Linked DNA regions of Mus musculus: region 1 is linked to region 2. The links are chromatin contacts, called in public Hi-C maps. All regions are on one chromosome and are shown on one strand. Each heading gives the region's core, a stretch centred on a gene start, on an enhancer-like site or on the middle of the called end of the contact. The rest is flanking DNA. Distances are from core to core; before and after follow the strand shown. Region 1 overlaps Gm30184 (a long non-coding RNA gene). Region 2 has its middle 290 kb from the start of Gm46834.

Region 1 (3,579 bases), core at 1,074-3,573, 440 kb before region 2:
GTTTGGAACAAGTTCTCTCTGTTCAAGGCCATTTGTAGCTGACAGCCCACACCTCTGTTTCAATGCTTGGGAAACAAACCTTTTGTTTGTTCTTGGCCTTCTGTATGTTAGGCAACTGCCCCCTCAAAAAGGCTATATGTCTAGTCCCTACATCTTCTTAACTAGGTTATGTGTCTAGCCCCTGCATCTTCTTAACTAGGCTTTATGTCTAACCCCTACATCTTCTTAACTAGGTTATATGTCTAACCCCTGCATCTTCTTAATTAGTGAATTTGTTCTTTAGTCAAGAAAGATTTTTCTTAAAGAAAATAAAGACATTAAATCTAAAGTTAAAATTTATCAGCATCAGTTGGTGTGTTAATATCAACAGCGGATGACAGTTCTGGTCTGCACTTGGTTGTCAACAGGGCGTGTTCCATGTCAGTCAGAGGGAAAGGAACACTGGGGCTCTCCCAGTTTCAATTATTTTGCCGTAAGAAAATTCCCCAACAAAAAACAACCTAGGAGAGAAAGGGTTTGATTTAGCTTACGGTTCACTGGGGAGTGAGGGGTCAAGGTGATTGGAACTACAGGGAGTTGGTCATGTCATGCACAGAGTCAGAAATGGAGACATAAAAGCCTGGGTGTGGTGCTCAGCGAGCTTCCTTTGTTCCTATCCAGATCAGGGCTCCTAGCTGTGGAATGGTGTCACCCACGTCCAGGCAGGGTCTTCCCATATGGATTTAAGGCATTCAAGACAGTCCCCCACAGACCACCATGATCCCAGGCTGCCATGATCCAGATAACCCTTCCCTGAGACTTGTTTTCCTGTGATTCTAGATTGTGTCAAGTTGACATTTAGAAGGAACCATCACAGAATGAAGGAGAGCCTGTCAGACCTGGGATTGATGTCCTCTCCCAGACTGCAGAGGGATTTTTATCTTGATTTCTCCAGAGGATTCTGAGGAGCCAATTTGGAAACGACTTAGAAGGTAAGCCCTCTTCCCTATTCGACTTTTAAAATTCAACGCCCCTCTCCCATCTCTCTCATGTTCAAAATAATAGAAAATCAGAACTAGAGGGTCTTATAGAGATAAATCCCTTTGTCAAAAGTACCTTTAGAATTGTGGAAAATGTGGAAGATGGATCTTGGAACTAAGCAGAAATAGAGAATAAAAATTGTGATATTCTCTTCTCACTGTCCTGGTCTAACTGTGCATGCTCTGGGGATTCATTTTCATTTCACTTAATAATCTACACAATGTTTGTATACACAAAGAGGCTACACACACACACACACACACACACACACACACACACACACACACACTCACTCACTCACATATATGTATTTTCATGCAATGTTTTGGGCACATTTCCTGAGCTTTCAGAAGTTCTTTAAAGTCCAAGGTTTGGATCTAGAGTAATTATTTCATATCTTCTCTTTAACTCAAAATTCTGTGGCTGTTGTTGGTTATGCTGATTATCTTTTAAAAATTGTATAAAAAAGACTGGGATTAATAGTCAGACTGAAGATCCCACATACTCTTGGCTGTCTTCTCAGGACACCCCCTCAACCCCCACCCTGAAAGTGGTGTTCTGGAAGTATGGCAGACAGATGGGAGCACGGACTTGCAGCTTTTACCAATTATTGGTGGTGTGAAATTGGGTGAGTTTCAAGCTGCCTTCTCTTGCATGTGAGTTTGATGGTAATGTTTATCTCATGGGATCACTGCTGTGAGGGTTAAACAATCCTTTTTTCTTTTCCTGGAGTGCTTAGATAGCACACTGTGGGGGGTCAGAGAGTAAACATGGGCCGTAGGCAATGTGTCAGAGTGGCCACCTCAGGTCTTTGGAATTGTTGAGCCATTGCCCGTCTTTAGGTTGTAGGGCCTGTGTCTCCACTACAGACCCTCAATCGCAGGTCCCTGTGGCTCATTAATGCTGCCAACCCCGTATCATAGATGAAGAAAGGGAAGTGTTGTCGCATCCAATTTCTGGCCACACATCTCATCTCCAGGCATCAACAGAACGAGACTAGAATGCAGATTCCAACTCAGACTTGTGTCTCACAACCTGCTAAACTTTTTGTATTTTAATACGTCTTTCCCTGCTGCCCAGATACGGTGTTCGGTTAGACCACAATCATTCTTCAGTGAGTTGCAGGTCATCTCCTGGAAGCCATACTCCATCTCAGAAACAGGAATTAGCTTTTATAGTAGTTATAGGGGGAAAAAAAAAAGAAACCATGTCTCAGAAGCTTTGCTTAAACTTTATTGTTCTCTGAGAAGTAAATTGAGCGTGGACCGCGGCGGTCCGCCACTAGGGGGAGCTGCGACTCTTCAAAATGTCAAGTTCTATATGGAAAAGAACGCTTTGAAAAGCATTTTCTATCTCGGTGACATCCAGAAAACACAATCAAAGAAGGGTTTGAGAGGTTTCAGCGTGGTTTTCCACGGGGAGCCTGTTTCCATTAACTTTAAATAGAGAGGGCAGAGACAGACCAAATGGATTCCACCCAACTGCAGAGTAGAGGACCATTGAGCTTATTGAGGTTACTCGCAGGACAACAGAGCACTTACGGATGCTACATCGCGACTCACTGAGCCACCCCCTCCCAGCAGATGCTGCTCACATATCCTCATGATATCCTTACATATCTCTGTGAGCCTTTTCTCCTCAGTCCGTGGGAACGTCAGTAGACCCAGTTTCGTGCAGACCTGGTGGGAGGGACCCCAGTCGCTCAGATTGAAGATGACAGTAATAACACACAGTGCAGCACACAGCACAGGGACAGGCACAGACTGCACAGGTTGAACAGCCGGTCACCTCTCTCAGGGCTGGAAAGACGGCTGAGCAGTTAAGAGGACTTTGTTGTGTTACCAGCACCTTGGGATGGTGAGCTGACTGACTTGGCTGCTGGGAACTGAACTCCTGTCCTCTGGAGGAACAACATGCACCCTTGTCCTGAGAGATGGATCCCAGCTTCACGTGATGTCCTTCTTAACAGTTTCAATGGTGATTTCCATTGAAACAACATACAATTTCAAGGTCCTCCCTGATGGTTACTGGTTTTGATAATCTTGCAAGGACTTACCAACTTTCCTTTTGTGTAATTGTTATTTGTAGGAAGTGGGCTGAGAATTCGACCCACCCATTATTATTAAGATTGTTCTGGCCTTTTACAAGCTGTTGATTTAAATGAGGAGGAGTCTGGTCAAGTTTTAAATAACCAGATGTTGGATTCTTCTCTAAAGACAAGAGGCTCCTTATGGGTATTTGGAAGTTAATCAATCCATCAAGAACTGGCTGTCCCAACAGCTTGATTCCCTTGCGCTTCCCAACTGAGCCCTGTTTGGCAAGTTCACTAACTAGTCTATCCCCATTCCCATCACTCCCTGCACTCAGGTCACCATTTCACTAGATTCTTTACTTCACCAATTCCTTCTCATTACCCCTTCCTGTCTCCATGAATAGTCTAGTGGGCTGAGTAGCTCTTTATTCCTAATTGTGTGTCTTGTGAACACACACACACACACACACACTCACTAATTTCTGGTGTGACATTTTCTATAAATAGCCCAAATCTCATAACATACA
Region 2 (3,763 bases), core at 638-3,137:
ACTTTTTTCTATTCTTCAAGGAATTATAGATGCAGATTTCATATTCTGAAGATGCTTTGCTTCTACAGCTGGTCCCAGCAGCTGGTAGATACCTTTAACACATGGTTGCTGGACTTTGTGTCCAGCTTCTGTCATAGAAGGCACTTCCACTGCTGAAAGGAGGAGTTGAAATGTTGGCTCAGCCTTATGAGATGGAACAAACATCCTGCCTCCTGAGACATCTGCACAGTGCTCATCATTGCAACTCTGCCTTCTCCTGGCTTAAGAACGGATGACTTATTAAGACTAGTTGTCTAGACAGATGTCTCTTCAAGGGCTGGAAACTTCTATGATACTTGCTAGGCTGTTCTTTTAATTCTTAATAAAGCTACCTGTTGGTAAACTATTCAGTTACTGATTGTCATCTGAATGCACCCTGTAGTTTCCTGTCCCAAACTCTGTGTGCCAACTGCCCTATGAACATGATTTTTACCCTATTTTTCATGGGTTGTTGTGTGGTAGATTTCCTGGGGAAACACAACACACACATATGCTTATCCCAGATAGTGAACCCATGACAAACCAAAGCTGGGAACCTGGTGCATACTACATGGCCTGCAGGCAATTCAGTACATTGGAGAGTATTCTTTCCCATGACTCAGGTGGTCTGAGCTTCTTCCAGGCAACTCTTCTGGCTTCCGCTCTCTCCAGGCTGTTTCTTTGACTGGTCCTTGCTTGTTCCAGGTGGTTGGGCTTGTCTCAGAGTCTTCTTTGCAGATGTATACCTCTGGGAATGACTCAGTAGTCTTTACTGTTTACTCTTGGGGAGGGAGGGGCCTAGTAAAGTTGATCAGTTTCAGAAACTTCCTAAAAGACTTAATGAGCTTCCATGCAGGATGAAATGTTTCAATCTCAGCGATAACTGCCACACAACAGAGGTCAGGCGTCCCTTCAGTTGACCAGTGAACTTTTATTTTGGACCCCTGCCTGAACGTAGAAAATGTAATTATGTCTGATTATAACTCCAATATAAGACAGAATGGCCACAGTATCAAGTTACATAAAACAAAGTATTATATTCTGTGCACTTATAAGATCAGTGGAAATCATTCAGTTTGCTTCTAACTTGAAATAGATTCCATCCCATAAAACTGCTGGCAATAAGTTCATCTTTTGCTTCCCTACACTTCTATTCCGACCACCTTTGTAAAGTAGCCTCTTTAGTTGGGCTGCAATTTCTCTTATAATCACCCCTATAATTCCACAACATTTAGACTCCTAATCTGAGCTCTGATTAATAAACTTACCATGGTGTCCACAGCACGGTTTAGTCATTCCTCCCAACTCTATCATTGAACTGACTTATTTGCCAACCTAGACTTCTCATCCAACATCTCTTCGGTGTTTGAACAGTGCGAAGTTCCTGGGTAACTTGGCAGAATGCTATCCGCACATGTCTGTATCAGATACTATTATCAATCCAATCTTTTTTGACTTCACAGGTAGAAATGGTTCACATCACAGAACTATAGCTGGGCATGTGCCCTCATTCTTTGAAGTGTAGCTTCTCTAATGATGCTTTTCATGGTTTCCCCTCTTCTAGAAACCTCTTGTTCTTACTCTTCCTCCTCTCTTTTGCCCCATGCTCTAGTCCTGCATGGAGATGCAGTTAAGATCTCTCTCCGATTTATCTTTATTTACTCTCTTCCCCCAGGTCTCCTCATTCTCATGGTCACACTCCACTCCTCTATCTTTATTTCGTAATTCCTCCCTTGATGCTCCTGATTATGGATGAGAGTCTTGAGACTCACCAGACCCTTGGCAGAAGCCAGAGGGAGCACAGGTCAGATAGCATTCTCCTGTACTCCCACGGTCTGCTCTTCCAGATGTTCTGATTGTATCCTGTCCCCTGTCCCTTTCCTGAGATCCTGCCTTCTGCCTTCTGTGTGCCCCTGGACACTCTCTGAGTCCCCATCTCCTCTGCCTCTAAACTGCCTGCAGGAGTTATTGCAGGAGACTCTGCAACCCCTCAGTGTCATCCCTCAGGCACAACAAACATCTTACTTCTCTCTGTATTCCGAAGTGGAAAAGGCCATTTGATTATGCAGACATTACACATGTGTGTTCATTAAAATGTCTGTCCAACAAGGAAATGGGGGTACTGTGGACCAAGAAATTGTAAAAGTTAGCCTGTTGCTCTTGGTTTCTGGGCTCAAAAACAGTCAAATTCCTCCCTATACTGTGGGTTCAAGTATATCTTCAGCTTAAAATATTGACTTCTAAGCATAAGCACTTATTACTAACATAGGTTAAGCATCTTTGGTAAAAAAAAAAAAAAACACTATGTTATTAACAGGAAAAAGTCAAAGTGCAAAAGCCTTGGAATTTATAACTGTATGTATTTTTATCACCTGAATTTTTGTTCTTGAGGGAACTGAAAGCTTACTTTTAAAAGTCTAGGGCAGGTGTGTTGCTCAAAATGGTGATTTGTTTCTTTTTGCTCATTTGAGACAAGATCTTGCAATGTAACCCAGGCTGATTTCAATTTTGCAATTTTCCTACCTCAGCCTCCACAGTCCTGGGATTACAAGTGTGTGCCAACACACCTGACTCTCCATTTTTCCTCTTAACAAAAGAACATCTCTACCATCAAATGCAAATATAGCAGCAGACATTATGAGCTAATTAGAATTGTAAAGTACCCATTTGTTAGCTTTCTCTAAATAACTTTTTTTTTTGGCTGATTTTAAATTCTGGTGAGAACAGGAGCACATAGCTTCTAAAAAGTCATGAAGCTTCATGAATATCTCCTCTAGTTTAGGAGCGAAGACATTAATTCCTGGATGACACTAGTCTGTCTGAACAATTTAGGCTGTGTACATTCACAGACAAATCAGCAGCCTGAAGAGCTAAAAGCTGAGTAGCACTTAAAATAAATGCTTTGGTCCTTCCAAATAACCAGTGGCTTAGATTCTATTTACTCAAGCTATTTCTGAATATTATGATTCATAATATATCAAAATACAGAAAAATAATTTCTGTAATAATATATTTAAGTATTTTATAAATGAAATTTATAAAGTAGAAAGGTTTGTTTTTTTTTGTTTTTTTTTTTTTTTTGTAAGCTACACTTCATATAAACAAAATCACTGAGAGCCTTGGCATCTGTGATATCATCTCAGGGCTGTGTTCAAATCCATCAGGCCAGAAATCTGTGATTAAGCAAATGAGGGGGGAAATATAAGGGAAGCTATGCGCAGAAACAGGAACTTTGATATTTGACTTCAATTTCACCTCCTTAACTTGAACCTCCTCTCCAGATGGATTTAAAAATACCAGTACAACCATGCTATACCATTTGTGGTATTTATTGAGTTTCTTTTATTCATGAATACTTTGTTGGGTTCAGTACTATTTCTTACCTTTCAGAGCTATTGGTCCTCTTTTAGAGAAAGTTCTGTTTGGTAATGGGGTGCCGGTGTTAGAAGTCTTGTTTCACAACACAGGCTCTGATCAATGGATCTTCAGAGAATAACTTCACTGGAGTCAACTAGTGTTGTGCGATTGTAAATGCATTCATAGTAAAAAGCCGCTGTTTAAACTGTAAAATATATCATCTGTTTGTCTGCCTGCCTGCCTGCCTGCCTGCCTGCCTGCCTGCCTGCCTGCCTCCCTCCCTCCCTCCCTCCCTCCCTCCCTCCCTCCCTCCCTCCCTCCCTTTCTCCTTTTTTTCCTGTCTGTCTTTCTGTTTTAACTCCCCACAGGAATGGAATCCTTAGGTGCA

Evidence for each region. A called contact is a pair of places that touch in the nucleus more often than the background predicts.
Region 1: a contact with region 2 is called in a Hi-C map of cortical neurons, with 2.5 times the contacts expected there. The contact joins two enhancer-like sites. A contact is called at or near these places in 9 of 484 Hi-C or Micro-C datasets (the C10 cell line, the HL-1 cell line, cerebral cortex and 4 more) and 1 of 9 other capture datasets (embryonic stem cells).

The regions. Positions count from the first base shown.
Region 1 is chr3:40,443,170-40,446,748 of GRCm38.p6, reverse strand. Gm30184 (a long non-coding RNA gene) reads left to right here. Exons shown (of 4, transcript XR_389710.2): 2 at 820-971; 3 at 1,544-1,648. Among named protein-coding and RNA genes, the nearest start is that of Gm30184, 8.8 kb to the left of the region's middle. Within about 2 kb of position 2,323, at least 19 of the 459 cell types and tissues checked have an H3K27ac peak or open chromatin away from gene starts, as enhancers often do. A contact at or near this core is called in cortical neurons, where this site is marked.
Region 2 is chr3:39,999,070-40,002,832 of GRCm38.p6, reverse strand. No RefSeq gene overlaps it. Among named protein-coding and RNA genes, the nearest start is that of Gm46834, 290 kb to the right of the region's middle. Within about 2 kb of position 1,887, at least 5 of the 459 cell types and tissues checked have an H3K27ac peak or open chromatin away from gene starts, as enhancers often do. A contact at or near this core is called in cortical neurons, where this site is marked.